Regions from separate parts of the Mus musculus genome. Here region 2 is linked to region 1. Evidence: chromatin contacts called from public capture Hi-C data. All regions are on one chromosome and are shown on one strand. The core of a region is the stretch at or near the end of the contact, and the rest is flanking DNA. Distances in the headings are between cores, read along the strand shown. Region 1 has its middle 16 kb from the start of Optn. Region 2 overlaps Ccdc3 (coiled-coil domain containing 3).

Evidence for each region. Capture Hi-C pulls out chosen DNA fragments and counts their contacts.
Region 2: a capture Hi-C map of embryonic stem cells shows a contact between it and region 1, with 3 times the contacts expected there. The contact joins two enhancer-like sites. A contact is called at or near these places in 6 of 484 Hi-C or Micro-C datasets (3T3-L1-derived adipocytes, growing oocytes, pre-hematopoietic stem cells and 3 more), 2 of 115 datasets of contacts at active chromatin or transcription factors (both in embryonic stem cells) and 1 of 9 other capture datasets (embryonic stem cells).

Annotation. Positions count from the first base shown.
Region 1 is chr2:5,077,096-5,083,414 of GRCm38.p6, forward strand. No RefSeq gene overlaps it. Among named protein-coding and RNA genes, the nearest start is that of Optn, 16 kb to the left of the region's middle. Within about 2 kb of position 3,141, at least 36 of the 459 cell types and tissues checked have an H3K27ac peak or open chromatin away from gene starts, as enhancers often do. A contact at or near this core is called in embryonic stem cells, where this site is marked.
Region 2 is chr2:5,216,810-5,223,128 of GRCm38.p6, forward strand. All of the region lies in intron 2 of Ccdc3 (coiled-coil domain containing 3), which reads left to right. Gm46729 (a long non-coding RNA gene) reads left to right here. Exons shown (of 3, transcript XR_001783223.1): 2 at 1-114; 3 at 3,830-4,045. Among named protein-coding and RNA genes, the nearest start is that of Gm46729, 4.6 kb to the left of the region's middle. Within about 2 kb of position 3,337, at least 20 of the 459 cell types and tissues checked have an H3K27ac peak or open chromatin away from gene starts, as enhancers often do. A contact at or near this core is called in embryonic stem cells, where this site is marked.

The sequences.
Region 1 (6,319 bases), core at 1,891-4,390:
GTTTCTGAAACCTCAAAGCTCACTCACTGTGACTCACTGTCTCCAACACGGCCACACGTCCTAGTGCCACTGTCTAAGCATTCAAAAATTATGAGTTTATGGGGACCATTCTTATTCAAACCATCACATTCCACTCCATGACACCCTCCCCCCCCCTATAGGCTTATATTCATATCATAACACAGAAATGCGTTCAGTCCAACTCTATCAGTTTCAACCCCGTGTAAAAGTCCAAGGTCCAAAATCTCTTCTGAGACTCATGGCAGTATCTTAACTGTACTCTGCCTATAAATTCAAAATAAAAAAAGCAGATCACATGCTTCCAACATATAATGACCAGGATATACATGATCATTCCAAGAAGGAGGAGAGGGAGCACAGCGAGGAAGTACTGGACCAAACAAGACTGAAACCAGCTGGGCAATCGCCAAACTCTACACCTTCCTGTCTAATGTCAATGTGCCCTTCAGATCCTTAAGCCCTTCCAGCCATGTTGACTGTCACACACTTCTCTCTCTTGGGCTGGTTCCACCCCCTCTTAGCAGCTCTCCTTGGTAGGTATCCCATGGCATCTCTAGCCTCTTGGGTCCTCTAAGGCAATCTAGGCTTCACTTTCACAACTTCATGAAAAGGTCTCCCTGGGCCTCCATGCAGGGACACTCTTGCCACTCCTGTCTAGCCTCAGCAGCATTCTTCGTCTCAGAGGGAGATTCCATAACCCCTATCTTGTAGCTTTGACTCTAAAGACAGAATCATGAGGCTAAAACTGCCAAGTGTTGTTCCTTGCTGGGGCTGCAGTATGGCCTCCTCATTCAAATACATTTCCACCAGCTTTCTGTTTTCAATGGTTTCCTTAATTGCTTAAGCTTGGCTGTCTTGGAACTTGATCATAGACCAGGCTGGTCTCAAATTTAGAGATCCCCTGCCTCGGCCTTCTGAGTGCTGGGATTAAAAGTGTGTACCATGCACCTGGCCTTAAGTTTTTTAAAACTTCCTCTGAACAAGTTGGAAACTTAACTGGGTGGGGACTTGCTCTGAGGTCACCATTCCCTTTATCTCTTGGCCTCAGGCTGTTCTTTAATCTGTTTATACTTCCTGGCACCCCTTTCTTCTCAAACTGTATACTTTGCATTTCCCTTCCTCAGCTTGTTTCTTTTCAGTATAGATCTGCATAAGACTGGCCACTGATCACCATACAACTTGGTCGACAATAAGCTATTTTGAAATCTCCTCTGTCAACACAATCCAAAACTTTTGAATTTAATCTCAGGCAGACTTTTTTGGACAAAAGCAAAATGCAGTCACATTCTTCACCAAAAAAGAGTGCTCTTTAGGTCACATAATAATATTCTTCTCTAAAACCTCTTAAGCTGGGCCCTCACAGTTCCAATCCTTTTCAGCACCACTGTCTTTCATGCTCCTACTAATATGGTCCATTAAGCCCTTCTCAAAGCATTCAACTGCTTTCCTAATCCAAAGTCCCAAAGTTTACATTCTGCCAAGAAGAAGCCACATGGTCAAGCTTATCAGAGCAACACCCCACTTCTGGTACCAACTTCCATCTTAGTTAGGGTTTCTATTGCTGTGAAGAGACACCATGACTACAGCAACTCTTATAAAGGAAAATATTTAATTGGGGATGGCTTACAGGTTCAGAGGTTCAGTCCATTAATGTCAGGTGGGAAGCATGGAAGCCCAAAGGCAAGTATGGTGCTGGAGAAAGACCTGGAAGTTCTACATCTGGACTGGCAGGCAGTAGGAAGAGTAAGTGAGCCACCCAGCCTGGCTTGTGCTTCTGAAACCTCAAAGCTCCCCCCACTCCCTTCAGGAAGGTGTCTGGGAACGATTTACCTCCTAAATGTGCTCAGAGATGTTGTGTTTTTCCTGTAACAATTTACTTGATTGTTCTCAAGGATGTGATATTTCTATTTGTGGGATGCTTTGTTGTTCTCCTGTCCATTTCTCACAAAGCTGGGGATAGGAATAGCCCATTCCTGGACTAAGATCTTGGAGGATGCTCTAAGACAGATATGCTTGGGTCTGAAGTTAGTTAGGGGCAATCCTGATTCACAGTTAGCTTCTTAGTGAACTGAAAAAACACTTGATACTTTACTAATATAATGTATAGGACCTGTGTTAGGTTTCTCCAGCAAAATGGGACGGAGAGGGAGAGGGAGAGGGAGAATGAAGCAGGAATGTCTAAGGTTTATATGAGGTCATCAGGCTGGAATTTCAGGTAAGAATTACAATTGATGTCTGGACTCCAAATCCCTCAAGTGAGAAACTGAGGCAGGGTTTCTCTGTGGCAATCTGGTTGAAGAAAAATTTCTTCTACCTTGAGAAACTGCAGTCTTTACTCTCAAAGCTTTCAAATGAAAGGACCCACACACAATATGGAGAATCACACGCTTTATGCAGAACACCAATCACATAAAGAATGTGTCTCCACAGAAGTATCTCCAGTGGTATTTGGCCAAATGCAGGGCATTTTAGTCTGGCCAAGTTAATGCACACAGTTAACTATCACATGGGGGAAAACTTATCAGTTTTTAAAGGTTACTGAGGGCTTGAGAGGCTGAGGCAGGAGGATCAAGTTTGAGGTCAACCTGGGTTACATGGCAAGACCTTGGTCTAAACAGTTATTATTATTTTTTTAATTTGAAGAAAAATTTAAAATTTGAAAAGGCATACGGAGCAGCTGATGTTTCTCCAACATCATCCCGGTGTGGGGAGGTAGAGGCAGAGGATCAGGAGTTCATGTTCACCCCTAGCTTTATGCTGTCCATGGTTCATCATCTCTTATGGCCCATATTAGTCATTGTGCCATTCAAAAGCCACAGAGCAAGAGAAACATGTTTCACAGCTCCTACTGTATCCTGGACCCTAGGGATGCAACAGTGGCAAGATGTGGTTTCTGCTCTTCATTGTGAGCTGACTTGGCTGAGGCTATAAAGCAAAGGTGCTTTGTGAAATTCAGAGAGGATAACGTAAGGTAACTCAGAGATATGCACAGGAAGTTGCATATTTGCAATAAAGCCACACACAGCAGAACTATTAGATCCAGGCACTCACTCAACGTGGATTCTGGGCTCTTCAGCTCTGATCTCTTCAGCTCTCATTTGCTCAGACTGTCTATGTCCAGCAGATGGTGCCAAATGACTGTCTGCAGTCAACTGGCAGTCCCTCTCAGGGAAAATCCAAATTGAGCCTATGAAAGAAAGGTCAGCATTTTTAAGGAAAGTGCTCTTTGTCAGACTAAGACCTTTTAATTTGTCCCATTTTAATAGTACATATGTATCAAGATAAAAAAAAAACAGACAAGGAAATGGCCTCCTTTGCTGGGATTGTGGAATTGTAAGACCCCCGAAACTGGGGAGACCTCCGCTCAAGTCCCGGGTTGAGCTGGTCGGCACCCCGATAACACCTGATGCAAACTGCAAGACGCTTTATTGTCAGCTAGCTGAGGGGAGTTCGATCTCGAGCGGTAACAGTAGGGGGCTTTTAACAGCTAGCTGAGGAGTTGGGAGGAGTTTGGCTACAGCTCTTCTCTGGCGGGTGTCCTTGGTAAAATAACAAGGCATGAAGAGTGAGGAGTGAGCTGTAGCTCTTCTCTGGGGAATCTATCTCCATGTCCTTGGCACAGGGAGCCAAGCAAGCGCCTGGCTAGGTCTCCCCACAATCATCGAGTCTCTGGCTGTAAGGCACAGAAACAAAAAGACTTTTTGTTGGCTATAGAGAACAAAGAGCTTCTTTCTGGCTGTATTTTAAGAGATCAGGGAAAACAAGCTTGGGGAATGTCCAGGGGCTTTACCTTTCAGGGAGAAACGCTCTAAGTCGGGGTCTCACAGAATTATGGGAACAGAGGTCAGGAAGTACTTCAGTAAAACAGCACCCCAATATAGACTGGCATATGAAACTCCAATGACTGAGCATACACGTGTGTATTCATATATTTTGAGTCTACACTTGTATAGAAGTGTATGTATCATGTATGCATATGTACATACGTGCCTGTGTGTGAATATATGGGTAGAAGTCCAAGTGTGTGCGTTTTTGTAATGTGTCTGTATGTGTTGAGTATTTGCAAGTAGGTGCCTATGGTCACATACAAGCATACTCATGGTGTATGTGGAGTGCCTGTGTATGATTGTGAGGAATATGAGTGTGAGTGTGCACATGTGGATGTGTATATCCATGTGTGACTGTGTACACGTATATGTTTACTTTTGGGAAAAATTAAAAAATAAAATAGATGAGGAATGGAAGGTTTGACATATTTTTAAAGGGCAAAGGTACAATTGTTGAGGCAGTGGAAATTGGGAGGATGGAGCCTAAAAACCGAGAAGGACTAAAGCCTCAGGCCTTAGCCAACCTTACTCAGAGCATCAGACAATCTATACTCTGAGAGTTAAGAAGAATCGAATGAGTACAGTTTACAATCACAAAGACAAACCACACATGGCGGTAACATGTCTGTCTACACGGACATAAAACCAAACAATAGCCAGCTCCAATGAACAATCTGAAGTCAACTCCCTCCTACCCACCATACTTGGGAGGGACATTTAATCACATTTCAGAAAGAAGTTGGCATTTGGAAGAAACAGGTCACAAAGACTCTTGTTTACTTGGAATTTTCTCACACGAACTCAGAATTCTTCTTATCGGACTCCATTTTTGGAAAGTGTTCTGACATAAAATACTTAGAACTTCCTAAGAGAGTTAAGATATTGGAGGTGTGTGTGTGTGTGTGTGTGTGTGTGTGTGTGTGTGTGTGTGTGTATGTGTGTGTGTGTGTGTATGTGTGTGTGTATGTGTGTGTGTGTGTGTATGTGTGTGTGTGTGTATGTGTGTGTGTGTGTGTGTATGTGTGTGTGTGTGTGTGTGTGTGTGTGTGTGTGTGTGTGTGTGTGTGTTCAAGTGAATATGAGAACCAGGCCTTGATAGAAAGGCATTCATTAGAAGTCCCAAAGAAATGATTCAAACCTGCTTTTGCCCAGTCATCTTGGAAGAATATTGTATAAATGGAAGTTTGGGGGTGAGTGGGGCTCCAGCTCATTCAAGGACCATCCTGTGGAGTTAGTCATTTCAAGAGACACAAGTCCAGTGCTCCTAGATCTGGGACTGGCTCCACTGACAGGGTCCTGCTAAAGAAGGTAGGCTGGGACAGGAAACTCACTGGTGAATTCAAATAGCCAACGTGAGCTCACATTCTCTTTGTGAGGCTTTTATAAGCTCTCACTAAAATAAAGTCTGTGAGTCTGGAATGTTAGTGCTCAGAAGAGAGGCAGGAGGATCAGGGTCAAGACCCGTCTAGGCTGCCTAGTGAGACCTTGCTTCAGATGGGACAAAAAAAGTTGTCAGCTGATAAAGTAGAGAATAAGATGCCATGCAGTGCCATCTGATGTGGCAGAGGAACCTAAGGCTTAGTTAAGAAGCCACTTCTGGGGACTGGGGGTGGGGTATAGCTCAGTGGTACAGTGAGTGCTTCTTCTGCAAGAAGCCCTGCCCTGGGGGATTACACACACACACACACACACACACACACACACACACACACACACACACACACACTTACTTCAATGTCCCATCACCTACTCTGAGACATTTCAGAAAGAAGACAAAAAAGAGCATCCGGAGGCAGTGTCTTTGGAGCATCAGCATCAGGAAATGAAATGGCTATCATGCTCTACCCACCCTCATCCCACCATTTCAGTTGCCTCAAAACAGGAAAGCCTGTGTCTTAAAGAACACCATACAGCTACTAGGTTGGGTGTAGTTACAAACTGTAGGAAAGGAACAGTCTTTATGGTTTCTTCTAATTAATAATTTTAGAAATCATCAAACCATGAAAGATTTCCTAGTAAATCAGTGACACAATTCTGTGTTCTAAAGACTTACCAGCTGCTCTTAAAGGTACAGGTGCCCACCCGAGTATCATATATATGACCATATATATGTACACAGAGTATATGTCACATATAATGTGAATAATTATGTTAGATGGCAAGTACTGAATATATGTATGTATATATGTGTGTATATATATATATATATATACATATATATATATACACACATACATACATACATACACACATACATACATATACATCACAATGCTGCAGGAATATGTGTGTTTATGGGTACATTTTTCTCATTTTTTCTTTCAGATAGGTATTATGCCTCATAGGCAGGCCTTCAGGCTCAAGCTGTAATGGAGAGGATGACTTTGAAATCTCAATCCTTCTGCCTTCACGTCTCAAGCATTGGTTTCAGAATTTGTCACCATGCCTAGAGACTGTGGACCTCTGAAGGA
Region 2 (6,319 bases), core at 2,087-4,586, 140 kb after region 1:
CCTAGCAGAGTTGCTTGCTCTTGACATAAGATGGAGTTTCACTATTCTATCAAAGAAGTAGGCATGAGTTTCATCATTTCTGGACTATATTTGACCATGCAGCCACCCAATGAGGTGAGTCTTCTGTGGAACCCATTTTGGGAAACACTTTGCAGTAGGTTTATAGTAACAAAGACACAGCTCTATTGTCCATGTAACTACCATAGATAGGAAGAACCAGCCTACTCTGACGAGAACTCACTCCCAGCAGCCCAGCCTCCCCTGCTCTTAGCATTCAAACCCTAGCCATCTAAATTTGTTCCCATCCTCCTTATCCTAAGGCACTCGGCACTCCACCCCAAGACTCTATCTTCCACATGATGATCCTGAATGGTCTGATTTCTGTTGTTGTGATAAACACCGTGCCCAAAAGCAACATAATGGAGGAAAGGGTTTATTTCAGCCCACACTTCCAGACTGTAGTCTATCATTGAGGCAAATCAAGGCAGGATTCCAGCAGAAACCATGGAGGAATACTGCTAATTGGCTCACTTATGCTCAGCTAGCTTTCTTACACAGACCAAGCCCTAGTGAAGCCTAGGGATGCTGCCTCCCACAGTGGGCTGGACCCTCACACGTCAATTGTCAATCTAGACAACAATTCACACACATGGCCAGAAGCCATGTTCCTCAATGGAAGGTTTCTTCAGAAGAGCATATGTTAAGTCAAGTTGCTTACTGAAGCTAACTACACAACGAAGTCTTATGAAATCCAGCATTTCTTCCCTCAAATGCTCTTTTCTCATTTCCAACACGCTCTGCTTCTACAGGATTTGACATGAGGATGTACAAAATAACTTAACCAAGTAAGACCAAGGCAGGATCAGAAAAAGAACATTTATTAAGTGCAGAAATCCTAAAAGTCAATCCAAATATAGTCAGAACAAGTCAAAATTACTAAACATTCATGGGACTCAGAGACTCACAGGGTGATGGGGGACCCCTTAGACTCAAAAGATAATTTTCTTGGTGGCTTAGGTTCAAACCATTGAACTTGTTCCTGTTTCAACTTAAACTTTTCCTCCCATTAGTCACTAAGGACTTACTATGTGCTTGGCGCTGGATACAAGGGGTTCAAAACCTAGGAGGCCTAGGACAGAGTGAGATGAACCATAAGAGAACAATGTGATGCACTTAAGTGGATTCAAGAGGAATTATTGAGCTCTGCCTGGAGGAATCAGGAAGGCCTCAAAGACTTGGAGAACCCAAAGAATGTTATCAATTATACAAAGATGTGAGGAAGGGTCAATAGAGAAATACCTGTGCAAAGATCTACATGGTTTGAAAGACTCCGCTATGGTTGAGAGGCGCTTTCAATCAATGAGGGTCAAGTTTATTGTTTGTCAGATGCACCATCAAAAACTCAATATATTAACCAACTTAATCTTCCAGGAAGTTCAATGAAATAGGCTTAGTCAAAGTTCTATGGTTGTGAAGAGATACCATAACCATGGCAACCCTTATTTAAAACAACATTTAATTGGAGCTTGCTTATAGTTTCAAGTGTTTAGTCCATTATCATTATGGCAGTGAGCATGGTGGTATATAGGCCACCATATAATACATCTGGATCCACAGGCAGCAGGAAGAGAGAGACACTGGGTCTGGCTTGAGCTTTTAAAACCCCAGAGCCCACTTCCAGTGACACACTTCTCCCACCAAGGCCATAGCTCCTAATAGGCCACTCTCAAGCAGGGCCACTCCCTAGTAACTACCCATTTAAATATATGAGCCTATGGGGGCATTCCTATTCAATCACCACACTGGTGGTGTTATGCTATTCTATGTGTGAGAAAACATTGCTAAGGCAGATTCTTTGACTAAGGCCTTGCTGTTAGATGATGGGGCAGGTCACACAGAGTAATATCAATGTGGGGTGTCAAATCCTATGAACAAGGATTCAGTCCCAGTTTTGCCCAACTCGGAAGGCCCCCCCCCCTTTTATCAGGGGTGTTTGATGGTTCCTTCCTTGGCTAAGTGAATAGGGGGTGGGGCCTGGGGATGAGCTCAGACAGGCCAAGTGGGGAGCCTGGGCCTCCTTACTCAGACCAATGGGAGATAACTCTCACTCCAACTCTCTCATGACTTTCGACTTAACCCCACGGCCTCCTTCCTCTTCCCCACATACCTTGCCTTCAGGTCACAAAGCCTTTTCTTTTCTTGGCACCTGGCACAGAGAAGGCAACACTTTTGATTTTGGGTAGAGCAAAGGAGCCACCAACAAGTCAAATGCTGTCATTGGCATCTCAGGCTGTCCCTCAAGAGAGTCCTCAGAAGAACTGCCCTGTTTGTCACTTCCAAGGTTTGGGTGTTTCCCTAGTAACTGTGGGTTTGGCTCAGCTTGGGGACTGCTTGTCTGTCTGTCTGTCTGTCTCTCTCTCTCTCTCTGTCTCTTTCTGGAGTTAAATGATGTAGCAAGGCTAACTTTCCAACTGATTTGCAGAAGGGCCAAAGAGAACTGTGGGTATCTGAGCTGAGGCCAGCTGAGCTCCCGTAGTGCAGATGGTGAAGCAATCCTGACCTGTACTGGCTACTGTTTTTAGACCTTCTACAGTTTAACATTGTATAAAGTTTACATCTCCATCTGGACTTTTGAAATTGGCCACAGTCCATTGGGCTGGAGTGCAATGACCTTTGAACAAAGATTACTGGTATCCTGGGCTGTGACCCACAGAAATCACATGTTAGTGTTCCAGAGTGGTATGAATGTGATTTTGGGTGTGAGGGGTGGATATACAAGGTCCCAGAAAGCTCTGATTAAAGTGTTCGTCTGTTCCTTGTTCTTCCTTCAGTCTTTGGCTGTCTGTCGAACACCTTCCCTCCCAATCCATCGAGTGGTTAATTATCACATTTTCACCTCCATTTGTCCCTCCTCAGTCAGGTTTCAGATGCTCCCTAGCCTTATGAAGAACCAGATAGTAAATATCTTAAGCCTAGGACCACAAGGTCTTTGTGGCAACTACTTAACTGTCACTGTAGCACAATAAATGCCACACATAATATGCAAACATACAATTGTAGCTATATTCTAATAAAACTTTACTCATGCGGGGCAAGATACTGTGATAGGCCATAGTTAGATTACTCTCCTTTAAAAAAAAATCCTCTCCCACTTCCTTCTTATTTTGAATCCCAAGAATGGGAATGAGGTGTTTAAAATGCAAACTATTTGTCTGTCTTGTTACTTTTGGACAGTCCTTCTGTTTCTTTATACTTCAGAAAGTACACATTGTCTTGTCCTTGTAGATGGTTATTTAAATTGAAAGCAGCTGTGCAGAAAGGCACTCCCAGGGAGCACATTTGTTATGCCCACTACTAGGAAACAGTGACTTTTAGACACACTACATTTGTTTGGCTAGATACAATGCTTACCATTGTGTTACAAAGAACCCAGGAAACCCTTCTACCCCTCACATAGCCCAGGCACACAATGGCAAGTATTTTGTTTAGTTTTGTTTGCTGAAGAGAACAAAAAGGAGGTGAGCTGGAAGGAGGGAGGGAAGGAAAGAGTATAAGAAAGCTAAACTAATTTGGAAGTGGTAGATGATTCTGGACTGTAACATGGATACCCTTCCTTACCCTCTCAAGGTTGTGACTATAAAACCTCACAGCACCTGAGCTCCTGGGGGGAAATGAAAACCAGATAGGAATATACCAAACAGAGGTTCAGACAAGGAACACTCCATAGGTGTGTCCTGTCAATGGAGGTGGGCGACCAAAATGTATGCATCAAGATCACTTGGCCTCAAGGATGTATCAGCACCAATCCCATACTCCTCTCTCTCCTCAGCCTGTGGTTATCAGGAGAAAGGGTTCCTGACTGGGGGCCTTGCAATGCTTCTTACACCTGCTTATATTGAGATACTCAATGAAAGAACTATGCAGACCAGCGTCTGGAAAATGTTGCAGAGTATTTGATCACACTGTAAACCCCGAGATTGTGTTGGTTCCTGTGGTGTGCTGGCTAGTCTTGTGTCAACTTGACACAGCTGGAGTTATCACAGAGAAAGGAGCTTCCATGAGATCCAACGGTAAGGCATTTTCTCAATTAGTGATCAAGGGGGAAAGGCCCCTTGTGGGTGGGACCATCTCTGGGCTGGTAGTCTTGGTTCTATAAGAGAGCAGGCTGAGCAAGCCAGGCGAAGCAAGCTAGTAAAGAATATCCCTCCCTTGCCTGCTTGCTGTGTGGGACTGAGTAACTGCTAGATCCTTGGACTTCCAGTCACAGCTACTACTGAACCATTGTTGGGAATTGGACTGCAGACTGTAAGTCATCAATAAATTCCTTTACTAAATAGAGACTACCCATAAGTTCTGTGACTCTAGAGAACCCTAACTAATACATGCAGGGTGGGGGGGACCCTGTTTCTTGTTGTAGTGTGGCTTAGCCTCAGAAACCACCTTTAATTCCTCTGGCTGGAATACAGACATGCCCTTAGTACTCATCTTTAATACCAAATGATGAAGGGATGAAGGTAAAGTTAGTTTGTAGAAGGAAAGACCCGTGTTTGAAAGTGATGTCTAATTGAGGGGCGGACAAAGTGACAAATCAGAGAAAGACTTGACAAAATAGGATCTGCCTAGCTCTCATGAGGAGAGGAAAGGGCTGCCCAGCTCTCATGAGGCAAGGAAAGAGAGGTAGGGCAGGAAGGAGGAGGGGTCAGTTTTACCAGGAGAGTCTTATAGAGAAGAGAGAACAAGCTAGACAAGGGTGAAGATAGAATGAGCCAGAAAATGAGAAGGAGTTAGAAGATTAGAACATATTTCTGGAGTTAGTATGAGGACAAGCAGAGCTATTCAGGAGAAACTGAGAGAAGCCAGACTGAATCAGTCAGCTTGGAGAGTAGTTTGAGTCAGAGTAGCTAGGTTGATCAGCCAGCCAAAGTTCAGAAAGAGCTAGAAACGGTGAGCTTATTCAGCAGTAAGTCCTCAAGGCTGAAAATATTCTAGGCCTAGATAATATTGTATGGAGGCTAGAAGCTTCCAGGACTAGGCCTATGTTAGCAGAGTGAGACAGTAACCCTCAGAGACGATTATTAACTTCAGGCAAATAAAAGGTACTTTTATAGCAAAATATGATAAGATTCCAGGGAAAGATTAGAGCAGGCAATGTAATAGCAGCATGATTCCAGTTTTGCTTGAAATCTTTAGGTACTTTCCTGGACCAGAACCCAACTGTAGGAACACATGCAGTGATATGTCAACAGTGCCTTTCTCTACGTGCACTCACAGATGATTTAAACTGTCCACGTTTGGATTGCTTTGCGTGTGTGCGTATATACGTATACCTGCTTGTGTGCATGAGCCGTGTGCACTGTGAACATGCGTGTGGAAGCCAGAGGTCAGCATTGGGTACCTTTTAAAGTTGTTTTCTATCTTACTGTAATTTATTTATCTTTAACAGTCATATAATGTGTGCACTGCTTGGAGGCCAGAAGACTACTCGCAGAGGATGGCTCTCTCCTTCCACCATGTGGCTCTTGAGGATAAAATTCAGGTTGTCAGGCTTGATCACCTAGCTGGCCCCACACTGTTTTTTTTTTTTTTTTCTTTTCTTTTTAGACAGGATCTCTTAGTGGGACCTAAGACCCAGGGCTTGCCAATCCGACTAGGCTAGCTGGTCAACCAGACTCAAGGATGCTCTATCGCTGTCTCTCCAACTCCAAGGTTATAAGTGTGCATCTCTGCACCTAGGTTTTTACTTAGCATCTGGGGAGCTGAGCTCAGGTCCTTGTGTTTGACAGAACCAAGAATCCAGTCTTGGCTCCTTATTTGTCTTTTAAAAAGTTGATTGATAATTAGCTTGTTACTGCTTCAGCTTTAGACAGACACAGTTTTAAAAGAGAAGGAAGCCTGGGGCCCTCAGCCTAACTTGTTAAAACATCAGAGAGCAATCTCTACCTGCTGGCAGTTTGCCCATCTGCCCCAAGTCAGGCTTCTCTCAGCCACACGGAAACTTCCAGATAAAACTCTGCCACAGGCCAAGTGGAGGTGCTTAAGCATCTAGCTGGAGAGTCATCTTCCCGGGTTAGCCTGGGGAAAGTGCAGGGGTTCTGCAGGGACAGGCTGGGGGATGTGTGGTTCTCCTCCCAGGACCTTTCTTGTTGGTTCTTTTTCAAAGACTATGTGTAGTACCTGCTCCAGCCCAGCCAGGCCTCCTCCCTCTGCAGCTCAAATTACTGAAAAAAGGACCTCAAAGCTAAATAAATGAGCAAATAACCTCAAAGCTAAGTGAGGAGCAAAGAGCACATCTTGGCCTTTTCTATTTTTCCTTTTTCTT